Linked DNA regions of Mus musculus: region 1 is linked to region 2. Evidence: chromatin contacts called from public Hi-C data. All regions are on one chromosome and are shown on one strand. Each heading gives the region's core, a stretch centred on a gene start, on an enhancer-like site or on the middle of the called end of the contact. The rest is flanking DNA. Distances are from core to core; before and after follow the strand shown. Region 1 holds the start of Lin7a (lin-7 homolog A (C. elegans)). Region 2 overlaps Ppfia2 (protein tyrosine phosphatase, receptor type, f polypeptide (PTPRF), interacting protein (liprin), alpha 2).

Region 1 (5,433 bases), core at 1,860-4,359, 650 kb before region 2:
TATATGGATTTTTTTTTCTACTCCTATGGATACTATGATGTTCATATTGACACCCCCCCCCAGCTGTGATACTGTCCAAATGGACTCTACATCCTTGATTCCAAAGGACACCAATTGAGAACCAAATCGCCTACTTAGAGGTAGCATAGCCTTAAGAATATTAATGTTTCTTTTCTGTAAATGAAAATCCTAGAAAAGAACCAGGAGTCCTAACCATACCTCCTCTGATTGCAGAAGATGCACTTGGTAGTTCCTGACACAAATCCCATTTCCTTCTTTCCTGTTGCCCACTAGTTACAATCCTCCTTAGGCCCGAGATGCCACATTCCCTTTAATCCCAGCACTCAGGAGGCAAAGGCAGGCAGATCTCTGAGTTCAAGGCCAGCCTGGTCTACAAAGCAAGTCCCAGGACAGCAAGGACTACATAAAGAAACCCAGTCTTGCTAAACAGGTGTGGCTGGTAGAGATCCACCAAGTGAATCTGGGAACGGTTCATAGCCACCGCCTTACGTGCTCCTTTCTAGCATCCTTGCTAGCTCTGCAGGGCCATAACCTCATAACTGTACCCCAGTTCCGTATGAAATCTGTATAACAAACAGTTCTCCATTTACTCCAGCTTCAGTTCACTATCACTAGTCTACATTGACTTTATACTCCATCACAAGTCAGGGATGATGAGAAATTCAAAGATGGGTTAAGAAATGGCTTCGTCCCTCAAGGAGCTTTACACATTGGGGGAGACTAAAGGAAAGAAGGATTGTAAATTATAAAGGCTTTGATGGAGCCAAAAGCTTTTGAGTGAGCAAATTTAGAGTGTATAACATGGGCCACCAACGTATCAAATGGCACTCTGGAAACTTGGAGTGACCCAAAATCGCCAGTAGGTGGCCAAACGCTGAGCCCTAAGTTGGGTTAACCGAATTACAGGCTGCTAACACTGCACATCTTCACAATTATCAGACCTTCATGTCCTAATGCCCAACCAAACCAGGACAAAGCTTAGAATCACATATTCCATCAACCTAATAAAATTACTTAACTTGGTGTACTATCATAGTGAATTAGAGGGAAGATAACTTCACGGACTTCTTACACACAGAGCACTTAAAGCCAGTGGTTCAATAATTCAGATGTTCCCATAGATAACCTGACTGGGCTTCCTTTGTTACTTACTCTACAGATCTAATCACAGAAGGACAGGTACCCTCTGAATATAAACAAGAACACACTTTAAATCTTGGTCTTCTCTAGATAGCTGACTGGGGTGTCCAAGGGCTAAGATAAACTTCCCCAAAGTGGACTAGTTGCATTGCTAATAGTAGTGGTGGGATGTAAATTTGCTTGAGTATGTTGTCTTCTTGGAGTGTTTGCATCTAACATAGTTAGAACTTGGGTTGTTTAATATAGTTAAACTTGGGGTGTTTAATGACTGTAATTCAGTAATGGGACAATAGAAGAGCTCATCACATTAAAACAGAAATAACTTGGGAAACCCATCGTTTTTAATAGCCTGCCATCTGTTTGGCTCTTACCAGCAATGGATTTATCCTGCTTAGTACAGATGATATTGGGACTAAAATCATAGATTATACGACGGACTTCTGAGCTCTTTACTCTTATTAATCTGTAAACGAACATTTCCCAACATAAAAATCAATTATTTTTCAACTCTTACCCTAAGTAAGGTTGCTATGGGCACCGCATAATATCCGTTCTGGCACCAACAGATTGAGTTAAAGTCACCAGAGATCTCTCCACATTAAGAACCTCAAATACAGTTTACCAGCTTTGCCACTGTGCTCGCTGTACGATGCTCTTTTTGCTTTGCTGGGCCGCTAGTTTAATCCTCCAGAAAGAGAAATTTTAGAGGGACAAGGACTAAATCATTTTCTTCTGAGCACAGCATTTTCAAATGACTGCACCGGGTCCTAAGCCCCGCCGCTGCGGACCCAGAGCTAGAGGTGCCCTCTCTCTGCAGAGCTGGGGACTCTGGAGCCCTAATAACTAACTGGACCTGGTGAGGCAGAAAGGAAACTCCCATCCACCGCCAGGTACTACTCGGGTGCACTCAGCAGGGCCCGATCCTAGAGAAAGGTTTGGAAAGGTTTGGAAAGGTTTGAGCAAAAGCTCTTTCCGTTTCAGCCAAAGAGTAGGACGCACAGGTCACAGGCTAGAAGTTAAACAGTTACCCAGCCTGCGCTTTGTCTCCGCGCCTTCTGCAGCCCAGGCACTGAGGTACACTTGACTGGTGAAGAACAAGGTTTGCTGGAGCAGGAGACAGGAGTTGCTACCTCCCTGGAACTGCAGGCTGAGGGAGTACCAAGACCAGAGCCGCAGCTCCGAGCGGGAAGCTGGAGCCAAGCCGGCTCGGCTCCGGATGCGGTGTCCCTGAGCCAGCGAAGGTTGCCCGAGCTCTGCTCTGCCCTTTCGCCCGAGGGCAGCGCCCTAGCCAGGCAGTCCCGCGGCTTTGCACCCAGCTTCCCAGCCAAGCGCCCTGCCGCCCTGGGGCGATCTCCCAGTCACAACAGCTGCACAGACCCCTCATCTCCAGCGCGGGGACAAACTTCCTCCCTTCGGGTCCCCGCGCCGGCAGTTGGCAGCTAGCTTCCCCACTGGTCCCTTAGCAAGCTCTGGCTGGGAGAGCTTTCTCTGCCCCTCTTCAACCTCCAGTCACCAGCGCTCAGCGGTCCCGGCGCATCCTCTCCAACAAAGCCGGGGCCCGGAGGCGACCCGGCGAGGGACCGAGACTGTCAGCTGAAACATTCGAGCCCTGGCAAGCACCTACGCCCCGGAGAGCGCAGCAAGAAGGGGCAGCGGGGACCAGGAGAGGAGAGAGGGGAAGAAAGTGTCCTGCTCCGGGCGCGAAACCCTCCTGGGCTGATCCTCCTCCCCCAGCTGCCCCTGCCCGAGCGCATCCTGCCTTCCCTGTGGGACTGGGCAGGGCGGAGGGCGAAGCGGTGCGGACTGTGTGGCCTGACGGACCAGCCGCTCCCTTACCTCTGTCCAGAGTAAGCGGCTGGACCACTGTCAATGTCGCCATGTCTGCCGTGGGAGCCGAAGTGACGCTCGGCTTCAGCATCAGCAACCGCTTGTAGTGAGAAAAAGAGGAGGAGATTGGGGGCGGGGGTGGAGAGGGAAGACGGAAAGGAGGGGGAGGAGGGGGAGGCAGGAAGGTGGTGATGGAGGAGAAGAAAGCTCGGGTGGGTTGGTAGCCAGATGGAGACTCAACTGTTCCGCCGCGGCGAATCTTCAGTGCGGCGCCAAGCAGGGCAGGTAGCCGCGAGCGCCTGCCTGGCCAAGGAGCTGAGAAAGGAACGCTCAGCCCTAGAACTTTGCTCGCCCACCCGTCAGTAGCTCTGGGTGGCTGTAGCAGGTTTGCTGTCTTTCAACTTTCCACCTAAGCATAATGGTCAGAATGCACTCGAACCCAGAAGAAGAGGACTCAGAAACGGGAGAGAGACAGACAGGGGTAGAGAGGTGGGGGGACAGAATTCTTTTCAGATTAAGAAAAAATTTCAACCTCCCTTTCCACATCCCTTTCCAGAGGAAACGCCACTAGCCGTGGGAGATGTTGCTATATCATTGTAGTTGCTGTTAATTTCTGTTGAAGCTTTTTGTTTAGAACGTCCACTCTCAACAGCACAAGGTAACCGACTGAGGGCCAGGCAGGGTTCTGTTAAGTCAGTGTTCGTTTAGGACCTGGGTACATTGCCTAGGAAAATGACTTGCCTTTACAAGCAAACTTCCTTAAAAGGTTCTGAAATAAAAAACGAGTTGCTGTCAGTGAACAGTATTTATCAGGGACCCTCTCCTGTTAATCTGGAAGAAACTTGTATTCAGAGGTGCTATTTATTAATTAGCATGCATGACAAGAGTTGAGCCACGGATGTTTGGTGCCATTTGCTACATCTTAACCTGGGGATTCACTTTTGTTTTCTTTCTCTGCATCCTCCGAATTACAGGTAGATAATGTGAAAGGCCTTATTTCTGAGTCAGTAGATCACAGTTCAGTTCCTGGAGCCTTCAAATACTGACTATGAGCCTTAATCCCAACTTTCACTAAATGTTCACCAAGCCTCATTTCCTTATCAAACCATGAAGAAACATGGAGAAAGATCCTCTGGGCTTTACCGAGATTGGTGGACACAGAGCTGAGATGGCGATGCTGCCCTCCCTGTGACAGCTAAATCATCCTTGTGACCCAGAGACCCTCAGAGGTAGACCCACTGGGTTGCAGAGTATTTGCGTATGACCAAATGCTACGTTCTTCTAATGAGACTAAGAGGTGAGAAAGCTCAGAAATTCAGCAGGAATTGAAAAGTCAAAGATGACTGACCATCTAACTATGCAACAGATCATTGGATACATGCTGAACGTAGTCTTTCAATGTAGTCATCTTCTAAGAGTTTTAAGTTTAAGAACTTTAACCATGAAATTCAACTTTTCACAGCTCCCAGGATCTGACAAACTTGCAGTCCCTTGTGCATCCGCAGTTTCTTCATCCGTCAAATGAGGGACCAGCTTTACTCAATTGAAAAGTGATCAGATAATAGGAGGAAACTGATAGTAATTTGCAAGGTCTCTGCTGTTTCTGAGCTTTTGATAGAAAAGAATATATTTCCAAGATCATAAACATACAAATAACGTTATATGGACTGAGTGGGATATGTGTGTGTATATATATATATGCATATGTGTGTATATATATATATATATATATATATATATATATATATATATATGAATGATATATTTGTAAACAATTAGAGAAATAGAGACCATAATTAGATAAGAGGGGGCAGCATCAATACATAGAGAAGATTAGAGGTAGGAATCAGGGAAATTATGTAATTATACTTTAAAAATGAAGGAGAATAAAATGAAAGGATATACTCTTTCATGCTGCAGAGATGGCACAATGGTTAAGAACACATGTTGCTCTCTCGGAGGACTCAAGTTCAGTTCGCAGTGCACAGATGATTCCTAGCTCTGTCCTTCTGACTCCACCTCCAGGGTTCTTTGATACCTCTGGCTGCCTCAGCCACTGGCACCCTCATGAACAAACCCAAACAGACACATAATTAACGGTAAAATACACCTTAAACCATGAATTTTTTTTTAGAGCAGTAGACTATATACATTTATTAACATAAGCTACCAATTATGTATTTATTAATGTTTTATTAGCTCTTTATTAGTTTAAGGACTATACTAGGTAAGGACTAGCTATGCAAAGGTTGACAAGATTTAACCCTCGTTCTTCTACTTAGACCTTGATATGTGACAAGCAGTGAACAAGGAGTAGGATCCTGGGCAGGAAGTTCTCTAAGTGCCACAGAAAGAAAGCATTGCAAGCGAGGTCATCATCAGTAGACACACACCCTAAAGGAGGCCAGAGGAAGAAGAAACCCAACTGTTTGTCTTGATAGTAGA
Region 2 (5,535 bases), core at 744-3,243:
ACCACAAAGCATTGGGGGAAAGTGTCACTGAATAAGAGAAGTGTGATGGGAGGAGAGGCCCTTGGTCCTATGAAGGCTCAATAGATGCCTCAGTGTAGGGGAATGCCAGGGTGGGGAGGCAAGAATGAGTGGGTGGGTGGGAAAACACTCTCATTGAAGCAGAGGGAAGGGGTGGGAGAGGGAGTTTCCAGGGAGGACTGGGAAAGGGGATAACATTTGAAATGCAAATAAAGAAAATATCCAATAAAGAAGTAGTTTCTTGTCTTCTTTATGCAAAAACACTTCCTTTAAGCCATTTCATAAGAAAATGATGCAAACGATGGAAGGAAGGAAAGAGCCAAAATAGTTACCAGTCCTGCGGAAAGGACTTGGGTCATTTTGTGTTAGCATGAAATAATAAAGCTTTGTTCATAAAGACAACAGTCACAGTGAATTAACATTCTATTCTGCATCTCATGCTGAATAAAGATCAGAATATTATAGAAGCAAGGATAATGTTGGAACAACTGTAGACTACACTAATTCCCTATTCATGCATTTTCTTTCTTATTCTTCATGATATCTACAGCCACCGTTGCCATGGTAGAAAGAACATCATTTCCTGTTTAATTTTACTTTCCCCAAGAATTTTGTTTAGAAGATAAAGCCAATCACTGTCATGTTTTTAACTCAGCTAAGAATAATGGCAATAGGTCAACACCTACATTCATCAAAGGACTTTGTATGCCATTGTGTGGACCTCAAAAAATCCTCATGAAGAAGCATCTCTTCCTTTCTAGTGTATATAAAAAGTTATTTTATTATAATCATCAAATATATTTAAAATCACATAGCCAAAATGGTGTAAAGTCTTCATTTAAAATCCACTCTATTTGATTATCAAGTACCTTATTAAAGTAAGATTTGGCAGTAATTTATCTGACAAGATTTTTACTTGATGTATAAGAAACAAAAATAGGTTTCTAAATTTATTAATTAATGCATACTTCATATAAAATAATTATTAAATGTCATTGTATCTGATTTACTATGCATTTTTATTTTATGAAATTAAGCAAAATTTCCTAGCTCACTAGATGTGGATTGTATGGAAAGGGGAAAGGAATCAGAGACTTCTGTCCTTAATAGAGATTCACAATTTCAGGCTAATCTGTGGAAGGATAAAACAGCCATCATATGAGACAAAGATTGCTTTAGAGATTGGGTAAAATCCAAGTGTTTTGATTTCTGCAGGCTGTATTTGAGAGTACTATTACTCAGTAAATAAAAATGTCACAGTGGAGGATGAATATACAAATCTGGAGCCACAACTGAATATAAATTGAAAACAAAAGACTGGATGAGGTCAGTAAAGACATGAGTGTTCATAGAAAAGACACTCTGAACATTGAGCAATGAAAAGTAAAGAAGCAATTGATGACACAGGGAGCACAAGAAAGTGACGCACGCCTTTAATCCCAGCACTTGGGTGGCAGAGGCAGGCAGATTTCTAAGTTCGAGGCCAGCCTGGTCTACAGAGTGAGTTCCAGGACAGCCAGGGCTACACAGATTAACCCTGGCTCAACAAACAAACAAACAAACAAAAACAAAACAAAAAGAAGAATAAGATGGATGTGTACTTAAAGTCCTGTCAATCAAGTAGACGGTGGCAGTCAAATGAATTTCAAAGAGTCCTGTGAGAACAAATATGAGGAGGACTGAAAATTAGCAATAGGCTATTAAAATACAGAAGTTATTTTGGTGGAACAACACAGAAAAGCTGAACCTTATTGGTTCAAATATAAATGTGAATTGGGAGAACTAGAAGCAGTATTTATAAGCCACTAATTTTGGTAATTATGAGCACGTGATGGGCCTGAATAATGTGAGCACATGTGTTTGTGTGCAGTTGCATGTGACCATGTGTGTGCGTGCTGAGAAGAAAGGTTTGGTAGCACACGTCCGTTTCAATCACTACGCAGTATGTAGTGAGGCAGCGTAAAGCACTAAGCACAGAACTTGTCAGTTTGGCTCCATTAGCAATTCAGCTTGCTCTGGGGGATCCCTGTACGCTCCTCGAGCACTGGGATGCAGGACGCTACTTTGCCTGCTCAGAATAAACGTGGGTTCTAGGGATCCAAACACAGTTCTGCACATTTCCAGAACAAGGGCTTTATTTCCTGCACTATTTTCCTGGGCACATAAAATCACTCTGCAGCACGAGTTCTCAAAAAGAAACCGGTAAGTGAAGGATTTGCTAACAATGAAAAGAGAGGAAGGAACAACACATTCACATGGAAGGGGAAACCTCTAAGGGGGAAAATGATGCTAGAGCATGCAAAGAACCGAAGGTGTAGAGTATGATCACTGAGCAGAGGAGGGGGGAATCTGCGACACAAGAGACTAGCTTTCGGGAGGAGCTAAGACTCCCTTGGGAAATAGATGATAAAGATGGGCTTGGAGCTCAACAGCCACCATTAGCAGTTGTGGTGGTAGAAGTTTGTATACATTCTCAGGAACTTGGAAGCAAGGATATCAGCTATATAAGACTGAGAGAAAACGTTTTTTTCTTTCTCAGAACTTAAAATACTCAGAAACAGGCTTCAGCATTATTTTAGGTCCATATCACTGTATTATAAAAAAAGTATTATTGTCTTTGTAATAATAGGAACACTGAGAAGCATGGACCTGGTATACTTATCTGGAAACCTTGTTATTTGCTTTATAAAGATCTATATTTATTTTTTCCCAGTCAAATTTTGTCTCTTAGTCTGATCATCACTATTGTTCCGGTCATGTTATCATTTTCATGTCGTTAATGAAACTTGATAAGTATATTCTATGCCAGTAACTAAAGGAGAAATACGTGAAGTGCGGCTTAGGAAGGAATAACCTCTAGCACATCTTCAATGTACCTGCTAATGCAAAATTATTTAAAAATGTATCAGATCGTAACCTCTGCCTGTAAATATAGGCAACTGAAAGACAGCAATCAAGTCTTCGTTGTTCAGCTTTCTTAATAAGAGGTTATGAGACACAAAATTAAGAATCTGCTATGATATCAAAAATTATATGGCTACATAATATATTCAAATTATCTTCCTTGTACTTGACATTCACAACACGTAAATAAATGGAGGAAACAAATATTAACATTTCATAACTAATGTAGAAAGTCTTATTGCAAATGATCCCCTCTAATATCTCCAGAGTACACAATCAGGAATGTAATTATCGTGCCCTGAAAAGCGTTATCTACATTATATGTCCTATTCACATGAATAAATATTAATTTAATTGAACTGATTAGGTGCAAAGAATTGGATGTTTCCTTCAATTCTGATTGTACCGCTATTAAGGAGTGAACCAACTTCTGATTGAACCAACTCCTAAGAGCACTGGCAATTATGCCAAACAGTCTCGAGACTATATTCCTTTCTTTTTATTTTCTGAATGAATAAAACATTGACTTAGCATCCCTGAACCCAAGTTTTCTTCCCTTAAGAGTGGTTTAAAATAAGTTCTAACTCACCTGGATGCTCTGAAAACCGAGATGAGGCATGCATTCCTAATTACATCATGTTGGATATATGCATTTTAAAATGACATCTAAATCACCCACTGTTTTAAGGTTTCCATTGCTGTGAAGGGACACCATGTCCAAGGCAACTCTTATAAAGGACAACATTTAATTGGGGCTGGCTTACAGCTTTAGACATTTAGTCCATTATCATCATGACAGGAAGCATGGTAGCATCAAGGCAGACATACTGGAGACTGAGCTTAGAGCTTTACATTTTAATCCAACTTCAGCTAGGAGAAATTGTCTCCTGCAGGCATCCAGGAGGGTCTCTCTTCAGCATCTAGTGGAGCTTGCACATAGGAGGAGGCCTCTAAACCCCACCCACAGTGACACACTTCCTCCAATAAGGCTTCACCTCCTCTAATAAGGCCATACACCCTAATAGTGTCACTTCCCATGAACCAAGCATATTCAAACCACCACACCCACTAAGATCCAGTTTCAGTGTCTTTTTTTTTTTTTTTAATGCTTCAGCAGGCCAAAGTTAGGAATTCTTATCATCTCCAAACTACTGTGTGTTAGCTGCAATACTCTTTAAGATGTTCAATAGACTGGTCATAACCAGTCCCTATGCCTGCCTCTCAACGGAGACCTTGGGAAACTTGGCCAGTCTCTCTTGTTTCTGATTTTGCTCAACAGTGTAGGTTAGGACATGTGTGACCCTGCAAACCAAAATCATTCTCTTTTACTGCTTTCTATTCTCTGATAATTTACTGTAATAGTTTGGCTAGCACCCAACTTCCTCTTCATGGCAATTTATATTACTTTGGCTTGGGCCTCTATAGGGCAAGAGCCAAGCTCAACCACATTCACACCCCAGGCCTAGCTCCAGGCATGCTGCTTTGCTGGTAAACTCCCCAGAACCTTGCCCACCAACTCCATCTGTTGATTCCTAAGTCAACCTCTTCTCACACATCTCCAGCTTGGTTCTTGCTGCTGAGTTGTCCTAAAACCAAATCTGTCCACACAGTCTCAGTACTCACGGTCCTAGCTCCAGACACACAGCTTGTGCAGTGGTTTACCTGAAGAATACACCCAGTACAAAACCTACCAAGCTTTCTCTACACACCAGGTCACATTCTTGCTGTTCAGCTCCTCTACTGGCCCATGCTGAGGGATGTTACAATCTCATATCAGACTCACAACCCATTAAAATCTACATACCAGTGTAACATCACAAAACCACAAACAATATTAAGAGTGAAGGCATTATGTTTTATCCAAACTTACTAGCCCTCTAGAAATGTTCTTTGATAAGTATTACGTAAATGAACCCCATGATACAGAAGTTAAAAGAGCAATAATTCAAGGGTGGTAAGAAGACATGAAAAGAAACATCAGTGAACTTGGAGAGGATGAACAAAAACTCCTGGATCATGTCTGAGAAAGCACAAACCATTGATGAATAAACCAATAAAGGCGATACATAATCTGAAACTTGACTTCAGTAAATAAACAGAAATCCTGAAGCATACTCAGGCTGAAATGAAGACACATGAAGGGAAAACAAAAACATAAAACACAATAATAAAAAATATCAGAGAAAGTTTTAGCGGGAGAATAGATCAAATATAAGATAGACCATCAGAGCTTGAAGACAACGTGGAAGAACAATCTCTCTCAAGCACAAACTATGAAGAAATTTTAAAGCACACATATGAACATGGATAAACATTAATTATAAGGCATAGAAAGAGAAAAATCTTAGGTCATTGTCATAGACCTGACCGTTAACAGGTTCACAGAATAGAACTTCCTGCAAGTTAAAGAAAGACATGCCCTTGATGGTACACGAAGCATACTGAGCACTGAAGGATCAGGGTCAGTAAAGAAGCACCCTCCCCATAGTATAGCTAAAATATTAAATGTAACACACAAAGAAAGGCAATAAGAGTCCTTTCAAAGACTTACGCTACCTCTCATATCGAGGGTACATGATGAGGAGGGATGTACTAATAAAAGAAAGTTAACAA

What was found. Hi-C and Micro-C count contacts between places; a contact is called where the count stands out from the background.
Region 1: a Hi-C map of cerebral cortex shows a contact between it and region 2, with 3 times the contacts expected there. The contact joins the promoter of Lin7a here to the enhancer-like site in region 2. A contact is called at or near these places in 5 of 39 promoter capture datasets (embryonic stem cells, frontonasal cranial neural crest, hippocampal neurons and 2 more), 5 of 484 Hi-C or Micro-C datasets (cerebellum, cerebral cortex, cortical neurons and 1 more) and 5 of 115 datasets of contacts at active chromatin or transcription factors (SST interneurons, embryonic forebrain, embryonic hindbrain and 2 more).

Annotation. Positions count from the first base shown.
Region 1 is chr10:107,269,507-107,274,939 of GRCm38.p6, reverse strand. It overlaps Lin7a (lin-7 homolog A (C. elegans)), which reads right to left and starts at 3,109. Exons shown (of 6, transcript NM_001039354.1): 1 at 2,998-3,109. The coding sequence starts at 3,079.
Region 2 is chr10:106,619,994-106,625,528 of GRCm38.p6, reverse strand. The region is part of intron 3 of Ppfia2 (protein tyrosine phosphatase, receptor type, f polypeptide (PTPRF), interacting protein (liprin), alpha 2); the gene reads right to left. Among named protein-coding and RNA genes, the nearest start is that of 4930532I03Rik, 20 kb to the right of the region's middle. Within about 2 kb of position 1,993, at least 6 of the 459 cell types and tissues checked have an H3K27ac peak or open chromatin away from gene starts, as enhancers often do. A contact at or near this core is called in SST interneurons and cerebral cortex, where this site is marked.